3 separate regions of the Mus musculus genome follow, and regions 1 and 3 are each linked to region 2. The links are chromatin contacts, called in public HiChIP or PLAC-seq and promoter capture Hi-C maps. All regions are on one chromosome and are shown on one strand. Each heading gives the region's core, a stretch centred on a gene start, on an enhancer-like site or on the middle of the called end of the contact. The rest is flanking DNA. Distances are from core to core; before and after follow the strand shown. Region 1 has its middle 23 kb from the start of Gm25125. Region 2 holds the start of Tent5a (terminal nucleotidyltransferase 5A). Region 3 has its middle 62 kb from the start of Gm25125.

Region 1 (2,817 bases), core at 286-2,785, 120 kb after region 2:
GTGCCTTTTAAGTGACTAGTAAAAAGCCAGTCAAGTCACCTGTAAGTATCTGTTGTCCATTTATCTCATTCCTTATCCCTACAAATACTCCATGGATATACTACCAAGGTTTCTATAACACACACACACACACACACACACACACACACACACACAATGAATACAATAGAATTCTAGAATTCACTTTCAAAACAATACTTTCCCATTCACAGACACTAACTTGAACTAAAAGAGAAATAAATGACTAACAAATGCGAATTATGTGTTATAGCAAAAGTCAAATATAAGATCTTTATTTTAAGTATAAGCACTGCTATAGCACATGAAAGTTATTTGTGTGAATTAGAGTGATGTGGGAATGCTTATAACAAAAAAGAAATGTTCTTGATACGTCTGGAAAGATGGGTGTAATTCAAAGAAACACAACACGAAGAGAAATGTATTCTGGGAAAAACAAAGAGAGGACTTAGGTGGAAATACCAAGGTGTGTGCCCAGGGAGTGCAGCTTCCCAGGGTCTGAGGGGATAGCAAGAAAGCGTAAGATCTGACATAGAACCCATGCACAGAGGGAAGGGGAGATCCCAGGCAGCATATCAAAGTTACGCTCCACACGTAAATGTAGTCAGAATTCCTGTACCAGTCTAAGATTTGCTAAGTCTCAAGTCCTTCCATTCCAGTGTCTATAGAGGGCCTATTTCTCTGGAATGTAACCATTTTGAATCTCCTTTTGTTTCCAAACAGCTTTCTCTGAACTCACCTTCTCATGTAGCTTCTCCTCTGGCTTTCTCTGCACACATGGTATGAAAATATACAAAATTCCTCAGAAAATAAAAAAAAGTTTGATAGAAAATTGTAAAGGGGGGGAACAGTCTGTTCATGTTGAGATTTTACAAAGAGAAAAAAAAAATTACTGTAGAAAACAAGATGGAAAACAGAGAAAGCCAACAGAGGGCACTTTCATCTCTCAAGGAAGAACTTTGAAGAGTCATCAACAGCACCAGAAATATCAGGGAGCAGTGGAAGGATATAGCACTGGAGACTGATAGGCTGAAAGTCTGCCAGCTGCCTTGTGTTCATTCTCTCCATCAATGACTGTTCAAGATCTAGGAAGGACCAGGCCTTGCACTGAATGCTAGAACTACACAGGGAAAAAAAAATACAGATGAGCATAAGAGCTTCAGATATCCATAGATGGTGAGACAGACAAGGACTTATACACTCACAATACAGTAAGATAAGTGATGGCTAAGACAGGGCATGAAGCCCATCCATGAGCTGCCACAGAAACTCTGGGGCGTTATCAGTGACATCTATTTGTATGTGGTTATATGTGGGTGTGATTGTGTGGGTGTGGGTGTGTGCATGTGAGTGGCATGTTGTTTATTTTATACAAAACTGATGGCTAAGGCAAATTTGTAGGTTGAATTGGAGTCATTTGAGTGAGCTGTTGGCAAAGGAAGGACAAAGGGTGATCACAGAAAAGGGAAGTGTGTTCAAAGCCCGCAGGGCATGAAAGGAGAGAACTTCAGGGAAGGAGTAAATGTCACTCTGTGCACAGCTTGCTGAACTGGAAGGAGAAGTATCAAATGCCCTATCAGAAGCCCAGGGAGGAGCCACAGAAAGACAGGATCACCAGAGTTGTACTTTGCGTTCAGGAACATTCCCCTGGATTCAGTATGCCAAAAGACTTATAGAGAGGCAAGCCAGGAGACAGAAGGAGAAATAGTAGGAGAAGCAACTGGGTAAGGGCCAAAACTAGGTGTCCAGTATGACTCGAAGTGTGTAAACTAAAGACTAAAGACTTAAAATAGTGTTGCGGAAGGGGCCATCTTGTCACCAACAAAGATGAGCACAGGGTTTGTTTGCTCTGATGCACAAGGTGACAACCATGTTAGGGTACCAGAACACATAGAGTTAACAAGTGCTACATGATTTTTATCCAGTAATCCTAAACGGACTAGGACAGTTAAGATCTTGAGCATACCCTAGGGCTGGGAATGAGCGTGACATTCAGAGTGGAAGGTTATAAACTTTCCCAGATAAATAATTACACTGGAGCTCACTAACACCCCTTACCTAAAGTAAAGGTTAAAAATCATTTTAAGAGGAAGAACAGAGGATGAGTTGAGAGGCTGGAGGGATGGCTCAGGGGTCAAGAATACAGACAGCTCTTGCAGTTCATTTCCAGAGAGATTAGGCACCTTCTGCTGTCTGTGGGTACTTCTGTGGGAATCCCCACACAGTCGCACATGCATACAAATAATTTAAATATTTTTTAAGAGAATGGCTAAGTTGTGCTAGAAAGATCAATGAGTCAGAAGTTCAGGAAAGAAATGGAGATGATCAACTAGGAGAAAAGCCTTTAATCCCAGCACTTGGGAAGCAGAGGCTGGCAGATTTCTGAGTTTGAGGCCAGCCTAGTCTACAGATTAAGTTCTGGGACAGCCAGGGCTACACAGAGAAACCCTGTCTAAAAAAACTCAAAGAGAGAGAGAGAGAGAGAGAGAGAGAGAGAGAGAGAGAGAGAGAGAGAGAGAGAGAGAGAGAGACATCATTATACATATTATAGAAGTATCATGGCTGGTTACTTTGCCTGTCTTGTTAACAGATTTTTATGCAAGGCAGTGGTAGTGGCACACCAAAGATTTTAGTAAATGTGCTGAGTGCATGATAGAGTGCATTGATAGCACTTCACAGACATCTCCAGGTAAAGAGTGAAAAGCACCAAAGACCAACAAGAAAATATTGCTTTTGCTTAATTTCAAGAGATAGTACTGATAACCTTGATGAGAAGAAGTGATGTGGCAGAGAAAAGGG
Region 2 (2,910 bases), core at 187-2,686:
CAGACAACTTTAATTAATTATACAAAACGCCACCTAAACCGAAGGGGAGGGGCACACTATTACACCCTCGACTCTGTGAATTAACAGGGAAAAGCATCAAATATCTTAAACGCCGAAGTCAGTGGAGTATGGATCGATTCACATTTTCCAATATAATAAAAACCATTGACTCAGTTCTGCTTCAGGCTGCTATTTTTCCCAAAGTCTAGATTACAAGATGACTCAAAAAAATTATTTACATCATTCCATCCTTCCACCAATCACGTTATACTCTGGACAAGAGTCCAGCAAGGAAAGTCAAGAGTTAAACCATAGAGAGAAGGAAGAGAAGGAAACGCAGAGGAGGAAGCACAGAGTTGTGGCGCTGGATCTCCCAGGAAACTAAAACACTCCACACCACTCACGCGCATTAGTGCGCTCGTGAAAAAAAAATAATAAAAAAATAAATAAACGAACTCACTATGGCCATACTGACGGCAGTCAAGGCAAGCTGGGCTTGCTTTCTCCCCACCCCTGCTCTGCCCAAGCCCATCAGGTGGCTTTACCTTGAGAGTGAGCGGTGTGATCTTCTCCTTGTTCACCCCTTCGGGCAAGAAGTCTAACAGGCAATCCAGAACGACGTCCTTCACAGTCTGAAACTCCTCTTCCCCACGCAGGTCAGCGCAGAAGATGAGGTCCAGGTCCTTGTAGCCTAGGCCACTGTCCTGGTGCAGGACGTGACTGGCGGCTGAGCCGTTGAGGCGCACGTCGCGGACACCTATGCCCTTCTCTTCCAGGCGCCTCCTCACCACCTTCACAATCAGGCTTGGCTGCAGCTCGAGCGTGGGGAAGTTGCCGCGCCCGTGGATCGGGATGGTCTCGCTCAGAATGCCGTCCAACCGCTGCACTTGCTCCCAGTTCAGCACATTGCAGTGCGCCGTGGGGCTTTCGCAATAGTCCGAGCAGCGGTCGCCGAAGCTGCTGCCGCCGCCGCCGAAGTCACCACCCAGGGGGATGTAAGGGCCGCCGGTCAGCTCGTCCTCTGCCATGGCAAAGTACCCTTCGCCCTCGGCCATGTAGTGCCCTCCGAAAGCCACTTGGCCTTGGTCAGTCCTAAGAGGAAAGAGTGGATTTAGGGGAGCGGCAGAGAGGTGTGCGGGTGAGGGGACAGGGGTCCCGCCGAGGGGCCTGGGCTTCCCCTCCCCGATCGTGACGCCCATAGTAGCCCTCCTCCCCCAACCCTCACCGACCCCAATGCCCAGCCGCGCGCCGCGCCCCGCAGAGCAGCCCCGCACCAAAAGTATCTCTGATGCATCTGGAAAGCACAAGCGAGAGTCCCGTCTGTGTCACCTGGAGGCGGCCGCCCCTTCTAGGAGCGCAGGCGAGCGAGGAACCGCGAGGCGGACACACTTCGCAGGAGCTGCGAGTGCGCTCCCGGCAGCGGCCCGCGACTTCTCCGCGCCGACCCCCGCCGCGCCCTGAGCGTTCCCGCCCCTTGCCCGCGCCCCGCCCGCGCCCCCGCTGCGGTGGTCTCGGAGGTGGCGGCTCTCGACGCCGCCGATGCCACCGCGCACACTCGCGTCTCTGGAGCTTTAGCAGTTGTGCGGGGGGAAATGTCTTCAGTACTTTTTTTATACCGGGCTTCTCCGCGCTTCCGGGGCCCCAGCGCGCAGCGCTCGCCACACCCTCTCATTTGCATAGAGCACCGCCCCCAGCGCTGGGTGGACAGTCGCCGGAGCTCAGAGCTGCTGGAGCTAGGCCAGGGTGCGCAGCCCCTGGCTATGAGCACAGACAGATGCCTGTGGCTCCTACGTGTAGATTTATCCATTTCTGCACGTCCACACACGCGCGCGCGCACACACACACCCCTAAAGAGGAGACACTTTGCCTCAAATGTGATAGATGGCCATCAAAACCGGATCAGGGTTAAAAATCACGCAACTATAGAAACTTCCCAAGCCTAGCCTTCTGGCCGGGTGGAGCGCGTCATTGCCGCGTAACTGGGTCTCCTGGAGGTTCCCTCAACAGTGTCCGTTTGTGGCTAGACCGCCGATTCCACTCTGGACCCTGGGCCAAGTGTGGTCTCCAGAGGCAACTGGTCACGCACGTCAGTCTCTGTGAGGGAGGGGGAGGGTTTGCTGAGAACTGAGTTTCGATTCTCGAAACCTCGAGAAGTGCTGGTGGGGGGGTGGGGGTGGGGTGGGGAGTCCGGTACCAGCCAGCCAGCCTGAGTGCGCGTCCAGCTGCTGCCCGCGAGCTGGGCAGGCGCGCGTCTCCTATCACACAGCTCCGCGGGCTCGCGGCCAACCCGCGGGGTCTCGGAGCGCAACCCCAGCAGTGCACGAAAAGCGGCCGCCAGGGTGGCGGTCCTTCGGCTCAGACTTGGGAGAAGCGCGTTCCTCGCAGCCTCTAAGGTTCTCAGTTCTTAAGCGGATAAAACGTCAATGATCAAAGTAGGCTCTGGCTTCTTACCGGCCATTAAGGGCAAATTTAAAAGACGAGAAGTTTCTCCCCCTCCAGCTTCAGTCGCCAGTGGAGTGCTTAAGGGTTGGAAAAGGTTATCTCTGCGCTCTGGCACCGCACTGTTTGCTAGAAAGCTCCCTGCTTTCGCTTGTCCACTTCCTCCGCCGCCCCGCTGCTGCCTCCGTTCAAAGTAATGCTTTGCAGTCCTTGATCCAGGTAGAGGCTGTGAGCCGAACGAGGCAGTCAGGGTAGAGAGGAGAGGCCCTGAGATGAACAGCCATTACCCCCATGACCCTAGACAACTTCAGAGAATCAGCCTCTGAATTTAGGGAGCCCTGGTCTAGAAGCCCAACCTGAGTTGAGGGATGGGATGCAGGGGTGTCGCCCACGCAAATCTAGCTGCGTGACAACGCCGCCCCCTGCTGGTGCCCCGTGGAGCTGTGAGTCCACAAAATGGAGAAACTAGAA
Region 3 (3,216 bases), core at 26-2,525, 84 kb after region 2:
AGTAATCATAAATCATATTTGTGTTTTTCCTACATCACTGCAGACACTATGAGACCCTCATGTTAAGCTTTTATAACACATTCTAATACACAGATGTGCTGTTGCTTATGGAAACACTCAATTATTAACAAAAACTTAAAATGTTTATTTCATATCATGAAACTATAACCCTTCCAGAACTTGGGAGGCAGAGGTAGGGGTACCTCGGGGTGTTCAAGGCCAGCCTGTATTCCTCATACTCTACAGAAAGTTCCATGTCAGGGCTACATAGTGGGACCCTTTAAAACAAAAGGATCCAGTCTATATGTGCTGCTAAAAATTAAAAATTGTATGTATCGCAACCTCTTTTGTGGCTTGGAGCTTGTGATGTATTTTAAAGTTAAAGGCACATATAGTCATAGACTTCAGGAGGCATATTACAGCCTCCTTTGTAAACATTAAATGTGAACTATGAATGAAGACGAAAGGTCAGCACTAGTTCTTTACCTGCATGCCACTAACATTCCAGACATTGCTTGGTTGATAATCATTGTCTTTAGTAACGCCTCAGATCTATCTTAGCAAGGGCATGGGACCTTGAACAGGAGATAATAAAGGATTGTGTAACAAAGAGGCAGACTAGGTGATGCTCTCAACTCTGATGGTTTCCAGGAGGCTTTGGAAAGGTTTTTTATCTTGGGTTCTATTGCCTCAAGGCTTAAAACACTGTTGTAGCACTACCGTGTTATCTGAGGGGGCAGTTTTTCAAGATGTTCTTTTACAGCTTCTGATAACTTAGTAGATGAACCTTCTTAGCTGGAGGAACAAAGTGTTCTTTTCTGTTTCAAGGAAACTTCGAAACACTAAGTCTTGCTATTCCCTGAAGTATCCTGAGACAGTTTTTACCATCTAACTAGTTTTTAACCTTACCTGGGTCTTATGTATACCAGGGGATCTACCCCTGAGCTACAGTCAAGCCCCGCCCACATGTCTAGTGAATGGTTGGTTGTTCAACTGAGGGCCTCAAAATGAATCATCTTGTCTGATTTAGTTCAGTCCTTTCTGACATCGTACAACTGACAAGACAGCAGCCTATTTCTACACTGAGGTTAGAAAACATGTGTAAGTGATGCAGAATTAAGGCACAGAAATGTCAGCAGATATGAAACTGCACTAAAAATACACACCTCTCTAAATGTGCTAGCTATGGAGATGGAGGATTCCTGAATGGGGCTGAAGAGCTCAGCCTCCTGCGGAGAGTGGCAGAGAGCCAAAGGCAGCACCATCAGGAAGTACAGGCGGCAGCAGTGGCAGCTGCAGCGGCAGCAGCAGCGTGGGCCCTGTTAGGTCTGTTTGCCGAGTCCTAGAGGCCTCACCGACTATCATGAAGGCTTTTTATGGAAACTAGATAAATAGCTTGCGTCACTAGGGCCATCTCTCTTTATCAGAGAAATGGAAGTCTATGAACTGCAGATGTTAAGCTGGTATATGATAATGTGTAATCATCATCATCATTACACACGCACACACACGTGCACACACAATCACACACACACACACACTGAAATCTATTCTGCAATGCTCTGGTTTTCATTTTTACTGAGTCAGATAGAAAAACACAGACATTTACTAGCTGTGCCGAGGTCTATCCATGGGTGTCTGGCATCTTCCTTATTAGCCCTTAAGGTTTAGGACCTTTCAAGTCAAAGAAATTGAGCATCTATGTCCCATCCCAACTCAGGTGCATGTGTGGGAACTTCATTCTTCAAGGTTTGAAGAGTATCTGAGTCATGTCACAGTAGGCTGAAAGCATCCAAAGGAGGGTAGACAAGCAGGAATGACTTTTTCATTCTAGAAACCCTTCCTTCTCTCATCTCTGCCCATTACCACTTGGAGATTGACAGCTATTATCTCATGTTTATCTCTTTCTTGCTCTGTAGTGGATCCGTACCTTCTTTTTTTCCCTAGTTCTTTCTTCTTTGCTACCTCAAGTTAAAAGCCAGTGCCCTGCCCTGGGAGGACTGGGTGTGTAAAGCATCAGACTGAACAATCCACTATACTATCTCTTCAGTTACCCTTATCTGACTACTCTATTTAATTTAGAAGGATCACCTGGCTCAGAAAAGATTCATACATGCCCTGACCCTTCCCTCCCCCCCTCCCCCTCCCCCCTCCTCCCTCCTCCCTCCTCCTTCCTCTCTCTTTCCATTTTGCTTCCTTCTCATTTGCCTTCTCCTTACCTGTCCAATTGTCCCAGGCTCTAACATAACTAAATTGTTTCCCTGGATTTATTGTTAATGGATTAGTTGACCACTGTGACGTTTCCTGATTAGAAAGCAGAAGATTGCATACAGACAGGGAACCCAGTATCCCTGGAGAGAGAGATGAAGTCAGCTTGTTGAGAGATGTTGGCAATCATCTCACCTGATCATTATTTTCTGGGGTAGGGACATGGAACCTGCTTCTTAATCCTCCTCATCAGATGAATGGAATAAGAGACGTGGTAGGTATGTAAACACAATGCTATACAGTTCCACCTTTATAAATAGAAATCCGTCATTTGGAAAACACTAGTGAGCTTTGAGAATATTAGACTAAATAAGCCATCCACCTCACAAAGCTAACTTCACAGAAGCCAAGATGAGAAGGAAACTGCAGAGCAGAGGTGATGGGTACATTTTAGAAACTGTTAGTCAAATGATACAAAATCCAAGTTAAGCCAAAGAAATAAATTCAGAAGATCCATTGTAGGTAGCAAAGGTTATTTCTAACAACAGTAAATCATATGCTTGAAAATTGCTCAGCGAATATATTTAAATGTTTTCACTACACAAAGAAAAATAGCTGTTGATTAGCATGATTCAATGATTCTGTGGAGTATATTTATGTCAAAACATCATGATATATACTATAAATACACAGAATCTATAAACTAAAATTTAAGTTAAAAAGAAAGAATAAACGTTTTTAGTGTCACTAAGACTGGGTCAGGATTTTTGTAGTAGTCTTCACAGGGAGGATGTTGATGAAAGCCTGTTTCCTTATCAGTAAAATGCAATATGCAAGGCCTTTTAGAAATCGTAAACACGCTATCATATATAAAATGAATCCTGAAAAGGTTAAGATTCAGGGTCATCTCCCCTTTCTCTGCTCGTTCACTTACTTCATTCTTTTCTTCCTCCTGGGGACCCCTTCATCTCATGGGTAACATAGGAAAGTCACTAAATAGTTATTGAC

What was found. Promoter capture Hi-C pulls out the DNA fragments that hold promoters and counts their contacts. HiChIP or PLAC-seq counts read pairs in DNA pulled down with a chosen protein or histone mark.
Region 1: a contact with region 2 is called in a promoter capture Hi-C map of the HPC-7 cell line, with 4 times the contacts expected there. The contact joins the enhancer-like site here to the promoter of Tent5a in region 2. A contact is called at or near these places in 1 of 39 promoter capture datasets (the HPC-7 cell line), 13 of 484 Hi-C or Micro-C datasets (the G1E-ER4 cell line, Th2 cells, adipose-derived mesenchymal stem cells and 9 more), 3 of 115 datasets of contacts at active chromatin or transcription factors (acute myeloid leukemia, bone marrow-derived macrophages and trophoblast stem cells) and 1 of 9 other capture datasets (liver).
Region 3: an H3K4me3 HiChIP or PLAC-seq map of intestinal villus epithelium shows a contact between it and region 2, with 4 times the contacts expected there. The contact joins the enhancer-like site here to the promoter of Tent5a in region 2. A contact is called at or near these places in 1 of 39 promoter capture datasets (erythroid cells), 9 of 484 Hi-C or Micro-C datasets (the G1E-ER4 cell line, the N1E-115 cell line, Th2 cells and 4 more), 7 of 115 datasets of contacts at active chromatin or transcription factors (Th17 cells, bone marrow-derived macrophages, extraembryonic endoderm stem cells and 4 more) and 1 of 9 other capture datasets (adipose tissue).

The regions. Positions count from the first base shown.
Region 1 is chr9:85,448,171-85,450,987 of GRCm38.p6, forward strand. No RefSeq gene overlaps it. Among named protein-coding and RNA genes, the nearest start is that of Gm25125, 23 kb to the right of the region's middle. Within about 2 kb of position 1,536, at least 6 of the 459 cell types and tissues checked have an H3K27ac peak or open chromatin away from gene starts, as enhancers often do. A contact at or near this core is called in the HPC-7 cell line and acute myeloid leukemia, where this site is marked.
Region 2 is chr9:85,325,714-85,328,623 of GRCm38.p6, forward strand. Tent5a (terminal nucleotidyltransferase 5A) reads right to left here and starts at 1,437. Exons shown (of 3, transcript NM_001160379.1): 1 at 1,330-1,437; 2 at 546-1,092. The coding sequence starts at 1,055.
Region 3 is chr9:85,409,611-85,412,826 of GRCm38.p6, forward strand. No RefSeq gene overlaps it. Among named protein-coding and RNA genes, the nearest start is that of Gm25125, 62 kb to the right of the region's middle. Within about 2 kb of position 1,276, at least 98 of the 459 cell types and tissues checked have an H3K27ac peak or open chromatin away from gene starts, as enhancers often do. A contact at or near this core is called in the N1E-115 cell line, Th17 cells, Th2 cells and 7 more, where this site is marked.